Linked DNA regions of Mus musculus: region 1 is linked to region 2. Evidence: chromatin contacts called from public HiChIP or PLAC-seq data. All regions are on one chromosome and are shown on one strand. The core of a region is the stretch at or near the end of the contact, and the rest is flanking DNA. Distances in the headings are between cores, read along the strand shown. Region 1 holds the start of Ttc17 (tetratricopeptide repeat domain 17). Region 2 holds the start of Accsl (1-aminocyclopropane-1-carboxylate synthase (non-functional)-like).

Region 1 (3,867 bases), core at 589-3,088, 540 kb after region 2:
TTTTTTTTTTTTAAAGAACAAAAACAAATCCGATCTTACCTTCCCACTGTAATATTCAACATATAAATGATCCATTTCCGTTAATTAACCTTCACTTTTCAGATGGATTTCTTTTCCGGCTGAGTGGCAGGCCACCAAAATGGGAAGGAGAAGTCAATGTCATCGAGTATAAATAGCTGTGGCCAGAAACAATATAGCGAAGGAGCCAATGGGAGAAGGGCTCCCCAAATTGCAGCATAAGTGACTGAATTCAATGCCTCCCTTCACGCGGACCTCAGCAAACCACCAACAGCAATCAAAAGATGAAAACAGGGATGGTGCAGGATTTCCAATCTTACGTTGGAAAGGCAGCCTTACTGTATTTTTCTAGGGGTTCTGACATTTTTAAACTCTCAGTTGGAGGCTAATGAAAATTAACTTGGATCTTGAACTTAATATCCATGAAAAAGAAATCCTTTAAATCGGGAGTTTGATATAAATACACTCGAGGAAAGAGTACACTGGAAACACAAAGTGTGGGCATTTTAAAAATTTTGTTTAGGTTTGCTGCATTGTGAAATGTCTCATCTTAAATATAAACCATGCGATGTGTTTCTACAGTTAATCAAAAGGATCAGTTTCTCTCTCTCGCCTTTGGTTAAAACATGAGTCAGTATGCTTAAATTGCAAGGGGTACACACTTCACTTTTTAAATGGCTCCTGGACATTTCCTGATTGTTGTCAAGCGCTGGAAGTCATTAAGTTTACAAGATTCTGTGGTGAAGCACGCGCGCGAGCACGCGCGCACACACACACACACACACACACACACACACACACGCACACACACACACACACACACACGCAGTCCTTAAAGCATCAGCAGTATGAAAGCAAATGCAGATGCAGGCATCAGAAAGTTATATAAGAAAAGCGGTCACTCCTCTGAGAAATCAGTTCAAGCATAGGTAATCTAGTAAACTGCAAATGCTGAGTGCCGGGCTGGGTCAAAGGAACTAGGAAGCAATGTAAAATACACCGGGAAATGAGGGCACTTAAGAACTGAATGATGCGGGCACCGCCACCAGAGGCATGCATCTTCTGGCATTCCTTCAGAAGGAGCAAGAATGGGTTGTCTTTAAAGAGCCCCTAATGACCTGGCTAACGGCACAGCCTCAAACCACCACATCGCGAAACAAATCCCATCAGTGGGAGACAAGGCTGGAGGAGGCGCATTAAAAGATCCATCCATTCACTAATGCCACCCTGGCTGTCACCGGCCTGGGACGCGCACACTCCCCGGCACTGCCACCTGCTTTCTACTTCCTCGGGGAGAGGTGGTGGCGCGCGGGTCCTGGTCCAGCGGCTCCAAAGGCAGAACTAATGATGAATCCGTGACTCCTAACCCGGGAGCTCAAGTCTCAGCTCCCCGGGGTCGGTTCCGGGACGGCGCGCGGCCCCAAGGTGGAAGGCTGAGAAGTTCCCCACGGCGGAGCCGGGGCGAGGGGACCAGAGGGGAGGGGGCGGCGCCAGGTCGGAGCGCAGGAAGCCTCGGCCCGTGGGCCGGGACCGTGGGAAGCCAAGCTGGGGGCGGGGCCGCGCGGAGCCACCCAGGGGCCCGGCTCCGGGATTCCCCCTGATCGGGCGCGGGCAGAGAGGGGGCACCCTGGCCGCTACCTGCTGTTGGATCTTCCCGTCCTCCGTGACGACCCAGTGCGTAGTGGCCAAGGCCCCTCGAGCCACCACGCTCAGCAAAGCGGAAAGGCTGAGAAGCCAACCCGGGCCGGAGCGAGGTAGCAGCTCGAACCGGCCGCGGACCCCTATTGCCGCCGCCATCTTGCCCCCCCGGCCGGGCTGCTCACACCGGAAGCGGAAGCGACTCCTTGCGGTCCGCCATCTTGGGGAGGTCGCCTCTGGAACTGGAGGAGGAGCCCGCGGAGTGCCTCGGAGACGATACCGGTCCCTTTACTCTCGGTCGGGGAAGCCGGTCCTGCCACACCTCAGGGCTGGAAACGGCTTTCTAGTTATCGTTTTTCTGGAGGCTATAAGATCCCCAAGCGTGGGAATCGGAGGGGAGATAATAAAACTAGGTGGAGCTTGAGCAGAAGTGAGAAGACGGTGAAGGTCTTTTTAAAAAGTAAGTATTGTTTCTGGTAGGGCAATAAAAGTTATACTTTTCAACTATCTGAGAGAGGCTTTTTTTTTTTTTTTTAATAAGTCTCGTAATGGAGTGTTAAGCGGCGCAGTCGTACTGTGTAATGCATGTCACACATCGAATTAAAAAAATAGCTCGTTATCAAATACAAAATATCAGCTCATTACAAGTTATGTATATGTGATCGGCATACTTTTTCTTCCGAAATTTAGAAAGCGATGTGTCCTTACAGACCACTTACATCCAGTGTGGCCAGATTTTTGGGTCTTACAGCAGCAGCACCACGTGTCTTGTGGACTTTGGTGGGCAGCTCTAGTCTAAGTTAAAGACCTAGGTGTAGAACCCAGATAGTGGCATCTCCGGGGAGGGGACTGTATTAAATATGTAAGCACTGCGGCTTCCCTTCCCCGAGGGTAGACTCAGCCATTATGAGTATGTTTTAAAGAAGTCTCAGGTGATTGATTTGCATATTGAAACTTAAGAGGCGCACTACCAACAGGTACAGTAGCTGTTAACCAGCTTAGGTTCCAGGCTCTGCCAATGTATGTTATTATAGGTATTTCAGGTCGGCCTACTAGTATGGTGGGCGTATCATCTTGTAACAAAGCTGTTATGCTTTTTTTTTTTTCTGTTGAGAAAAAAAAAAATTGTGCCCTGCCACCTACATAGATGTGTTGCAGGAAACAAATGTCTGCCTCATGTTATGGGAACAGAGACTGTGCTATGGCATTGTAATTCTTCTGAGAGCAGTTTGGTTTTGTTGATTTTGTTTGTTTTGTTTTTGAAATGAAGTCCCATTTGCAGCCTGAATTGCCTGGAATTTATTTAGCCCAGGCAGGCCTTTAAGTCCACCTGTGTCAACCACCTGATGCTGGATACAGGCATGAACCATCAGGCCCAGCTCACTAGGCAGCTTTTCTTAAAAGTACCCGTGTAATGAACATTCGTTTTATTAAAAAGGTATATCTTGGGGCTGGAGAGATGGCTTGGGGCTACAAAGATGGCTCAGGGCTGAAGAGCACTTCCTGCTCTTCCCTGGAAGCAGTGTTAGGCCACAACCACCTGTAGAACTCCAGCTCTAGGGGATCCTCCTTTATACATGTGGCATACAGTTCTCATACACAAACATATACACCCACGTACGTATGTGTACACACACATACACACACATATGTATATATTTGCCTGTAGAGACTGGGTGTAAAGGTCAGCTCAGGACCTTTGGGAAGGTTATGAAACACTTGCCCCTCCAGAAGGGAGAGGTTAATTAACATTTCTCAGACCACAGGGTGGAACCGACAGGATGGACTGTTGCCCACCTTCAGACAAGGGAAGTCCTTGTTACCTCATTCCCTAAAGACCAACCAGTTTAAAGGGTGCACTGTTTCGCCAATCATATTGTGCCTAGTTGCTGATGCTCTATTCTGCCTCCTGGAAACCTTATAAAAACTCACTGAACGGGTGCTGCTCCGCCTCTCCTTCGGGTCTGGGACGACCCCAGTGCACTGGAACAATAAATTCCTCTTGCTTTTTGCATTGATCCTGGCTCCACATGGTTTGCTCAGGGGATCCCCAGTAAGCTAAGTTCCTTGGACTCTTACATGGGCACAGAAATATGACCATTAAGAAGTAAGCTATGATGTTGACAAGTTAATTAAAATACAGATGAGAATGTAATAATAATGTGTAGAGAGAGCTACAACCAGGTGAAAAAGGCTTGGCACAAAGGAAAG
Region 2 (4,135 bases), core at 1,022-3,521:
AGTTAAACACTCTTGAATTTAATTATTTAATTATGCTGGGTAGTGGTGGTGCACATATTTCATCCCAGCGCTTCTTGGGGGGCTGAAGCAGGCAGACCTCTGTAAGTTTGAGGCCAGCTTGGTCTACAGAATGAGGTTCAGGGTAGCCAAAGCTACATAGAGAAATCCTGTCTTGAAAAACAGTGTGTGTGTGTGTGTGTGTGTGTGTGTGAGAGAGAGAGAGAGAGAGAGAGAGAGAGACAGAGACAGAGACAGAGACAGAGACAGAGAGAGAGACAGAGAGAGACAGAGACAGAGAGAGAGAATATGGATATTTGGCCTGCATTCTGTTTGTGTACCACATGCATGCAGTGCCCATAGAAATCAGAAGAGTGCTGGATATGCTGGACCTGAGGCTACAGATTGTTGAGCACACATGCAAGTGCTAAAAATCAACACCTGAACTGCTGAGACATTGCTCCAGCACCCCCCCCCCCCAAAGCTTCAACTAGTTACCATCCCGACCTTTATAGAAAAGGGTTGCCAACCTCTGTTTTAGAACATAAACCTTTCTTTTTGCTTGTTTCCCCATCCTCCACCAAGATAGTCACAGCAGATACCCAGTCCCTCCATCCTGCCCTCACACAGGTTCCTAGTGTGCCAGGACAGCTGTTTCGGGGCTTTCATTTCTAGTCTCCCTAGCCCAGGGTGCAGCTGCTCATCTGTGGCCCATCTGAATCACCTAGCAGTGTGATACGGGCCTCAGACAGTGAAGCCAAGTTCCTGGACTTCAGTTAGATCAAGGTTGGGGTAAGAACCAAAAAGTCTTCATTTCTACCAAGCTCCCAGGTCTGTACTCAGTGAACATGCTACCAGTGTTTCTAAAAACCGGTCAGAATACCAGGAGCGACCAAGAAATACCTTCTTAATGCCTCAATGAGCCAGCGAAACAAACCAAGACAGCAAACTCCAGGTGGTGGGGCTGCCTGAGGCTACCACTGCCTCTCATTCTTTAAGACAACCTCCACCCAGAAAACTAGGCTTATGACCCTTCCACCATATGCTGTGATTCTCAGCTTTTTTCCAAGCAACAACAACCCCACCCACACATGTCTAAAACCTTGTTGCTTCTTCTACACATGTATAGTATCAGCACTTCAAAGTACTAAACATGCTCTGCAACATCCAGGAGGTTCGGTGGCCAGCCAGTCTAGCCCAAACAGAGAGCATCTGTAAGAGATTCTATCTCAAGCACAAGGTGGAACGTGATGAAGACACTCAACAGTGACCTCTCCCCTCTCTATACACGCAGTGTCCACACACAAAGAATTGCATTCTCCTGGAAGATGTATTTTTAAGAAGGAAGTGAAAATGGGCTAAGGTCATCAGGGAACTTAGAAGTTGGGGACTCTGACAAGACTTCTTATATAGGAAATGTAAATGATGCTGCAGCACAAAGAAATGTTGCCCCTAAAGCCAAGCCCTAAGCATTAGAACTGGGGTTCATCAGTCCTCTCCTTCAAACCCCTTGGCTCTGCCTTGGTTTCAGGGTCCTTAAGTCTGCCCTCACCTACCTTCCAGATCCTCCAGGTTGGTTAAAATCAGCATCAGGGTCAGACAAGCTGCTGCTGGCACGATGTTCCTCTGCCATGAGTTCGGGCTCAAGGTAGGTCTTGAGCAGAGGAGGTGGGAAGGAGCCAGGCAGGGATCGGCTCAGTGCTAGGGTAGGGTTCCCCTAGGCTTCACCTGGTCCGTCTTTCCAGTTAGTTCCACAAGCCTCGCTTTGTGGATGAGAAATAGAGGCTCAAAGGAATGAACTGAGTCTACCAGACACAGAAGTAGGATGTGTTTATCAGGGAAGGTTCCAGGCACATCGGCCCCTAGTGGCCGTGCCTCGTGTGCCCCAGTGCGGCCATGAACATAACCCAACACAGAGTCAAAACGGAAAACACCGAGGTTGCTGTTGCTTTGCTTCTGTAGCTCCACTACCCAGTTCTCAAGCACCGGCTTTATGGATAATGTTGTATTACAATGTTAGGTCTAAGCCGTTTGACAATAAAACTCCACTTTCTTTTAAGCTCCAGGGCACTGTGTGTGGCCCAAAGTCCCTGCCTCCCTCCATTCTCATGGCTTGCGTAGTCACCCCACCGAGCTCACCTTCATTTCTGTTCTCACTCATCTCTGTGCAGTCCGAAGTCTAAATCCAGGAGTGTCTTTGTCATTCAGGGAGCAGAAGCTTGCTCCTCCGCCCCCTCCCCTCTCTTTTAAGCACAAGGTGGCTTGCAGGGTAATGAGACCCATCTTTTCCCCTCCTGGAGCCAACTACCCAGCAGCTCCCCATTATCTAGATGGCCTTGGCATAATTACAGAGAACTGGCTCGGAGTATCCGGTTGGAGCAAATCTGAAGAGTATTGGCTTCAGCTGAAGTGTTCACAGGCTGGGAGGGCCCCTGCTCTTCGAAGGAGGCTAGAGCCAGGGCCTGTGTGTACAGGCAAGACACGGGATGAATCGGGTGCTCACTGACTATGGAAAGTAACCAGAGGGGGAGGAGCCTGTTCAAAGCACAAAGAAGCCTATGGTACCTCCCCGTTTCTGAGGAGGCCATATTTGAGAGTAGGCTGAAGTGGGGTTTAGTCAGCACAGGAGGGGCCACTGCATTAAGAGGTCTTGGAGGGAGCACCAGGAACCCCAGGCACCATCCCCTAGGGCCCAGGACATAGGGTCCCTTGCCTGTGTGGCTTTGGCAAGCCTTCCTTTCTCCTTGGGAAAGACAGAGGCCAGGAAAACTACATCCCAGGTGGTGTGGAGACTAACTGGAGGATGGATGTGTGCTGACATGACGGGGCAGGAAGGGTTGTATGAAATGTCTCAGCTGTGACTGAGCCTCCCGTGACTGTCTAGGGACAGATGTGGACCCAAAGTAGCCTATCCTTCCAGAATACCCATGCCCTGCTCTCAAACTTTGAGGGAAAGATGATCCAGGTGTGGTGGCACGTGCATTTAATCCCAGCACGTGGGAAGCAGAGACAGGAGGGCCTCCTTGAGTTCAGGTACAGCCTGGTTTATGTAGTGAGACCCTGGGCTACAGTTGGGTGCTGGTCTAGGGACCCCAGGACTCTGGACTGCTAACGTCCACCCCTCCTTTTGCCCCACGGCCACTTTCCCTCCTCATTCGCCCTTCTGTTTTTTTTTTTTTTAATGGCATTATTTTCTTCTAAATGGTAAACACACCTGACTCATTTCTCTGTGTTGTTTCTTTCCAGCTCCCCTATCTAGAATCTAAACCCCATGAGGAGAGATGCTTCAACTGTCTTATTTATTGCTGTCTGTCTGAGGAAGACCAGGAGCTCAATAATTGCTGGGATTTGGACTGAAAGTTTCCTCCTAAGGCCTTAAAGCAGTGCTGTTGGCTCTCTCTCTGTCTCTCTCTCTCTCCTCTCCTCTCCACCAGCGGCTCCCCAGTATGATATGCTACCTGGTCTAATATTAACAGAGCTAAGCAACTGTGAACTGAAGCCTTCAAAACTATGCATGGAAATAAATCTTCTGTCTTTCCAAAGTTGTTTGCCTCGAGATTCATAACATTAATGGATGTTAATACCTTGTCAGTGGATGAGTGGGTGGGTGGGTGGGTGAGTGGATGCCCGAAGGCACTTATCTGAGGTCTGGGCTTTAGGCTTCTCTGCTCTCTGGTTCCAAGGCACATAGAGAGGGATCTTGGTTATGTTTGATTAACATTTATTTATAGTATAGTATAGTATATTGATTTTTAAATTTTGTGTTTATTTTATTCATTTTATGTATGAGTGCTCTGCTGCATGTACACCTGCATGCCAGAAGAGGGCGTCAGATCCCTTTATAGGTCATGAACCACCATGTGGGTGCTGGGAAATGAACTCAGGACCTCTGGGAGAGCAGCCAGTGCTCTTAACCACTGAGCCAGCTCTCTAGCCCATATTATATTGACTAATGAGTGAAGATGATAACTTTAAAATTAAGCAATTGTATGCCCTTGGTGAATGTTGGCAGCAGAAGGAAGAGTTTACTAGAGAAAAAGCCCTTGTTTATAACCTATCACATTGGGCTGGCTTGGAGCCTCCTCTTTGGGGCATCACTTCCAGCCATTCAGACATAACCCAGATTTGCCAACAGGGG

Evidence for each region. HiChIP or PLAC-seq counts read pairs in DNA pulled down with a chosen protein or histone mark.
Region 1: a contact with region 2 is called in an H3K27ac HiChIP or PLAC-seq map of embryonic stem cells, with 4 times the contacts expected there. The contact joins the promoter of Ttc17 here to the promoter of Accsl in region 2. A contact is called at or near these places in 1 of 39 promoter capture datasets (the HPC-7 cell line), 1 of 484 Hi-C or Micro-C datasets (embryonic stem cells) and 2 of 115 datasets of contacts at active chromatin or transcription factors (the 230-238 cell line and embryonic stem cells).

The regions. Positions count from the first base shown.
Region 1 is chr2:94,404,851-94,408,717 of GRCm38.p6, forward strand. Ttc17 (tetratricopeptide repeat domain 17) reads right to left here and starts at 1,839. Exons shown (of 25, transcript NM_183106.2): 1 at 1,657-1,839. The coding sequence starts at 1,815. It overlaps 2810002D19Rik (RIKEN cDNA 2810002D19 gene), which reads left to right and starts at 1,857. Exons shown (of 2, transcript NR_027831.1): 1 at 1,857-2,116.
Region 2 is chr2:93,866,886-93,871,020 of GRCm38.p6, forward strand. It overlaps Accsl (1-aminocyclopropane-1-carboxylate synthase (non-functional)-like), which reads right to left and starts at 2,272. Exons shown (of 15, transcript NM_001033452.4): 1 at 2,137-2,272. The coding sequence starts at 2,158.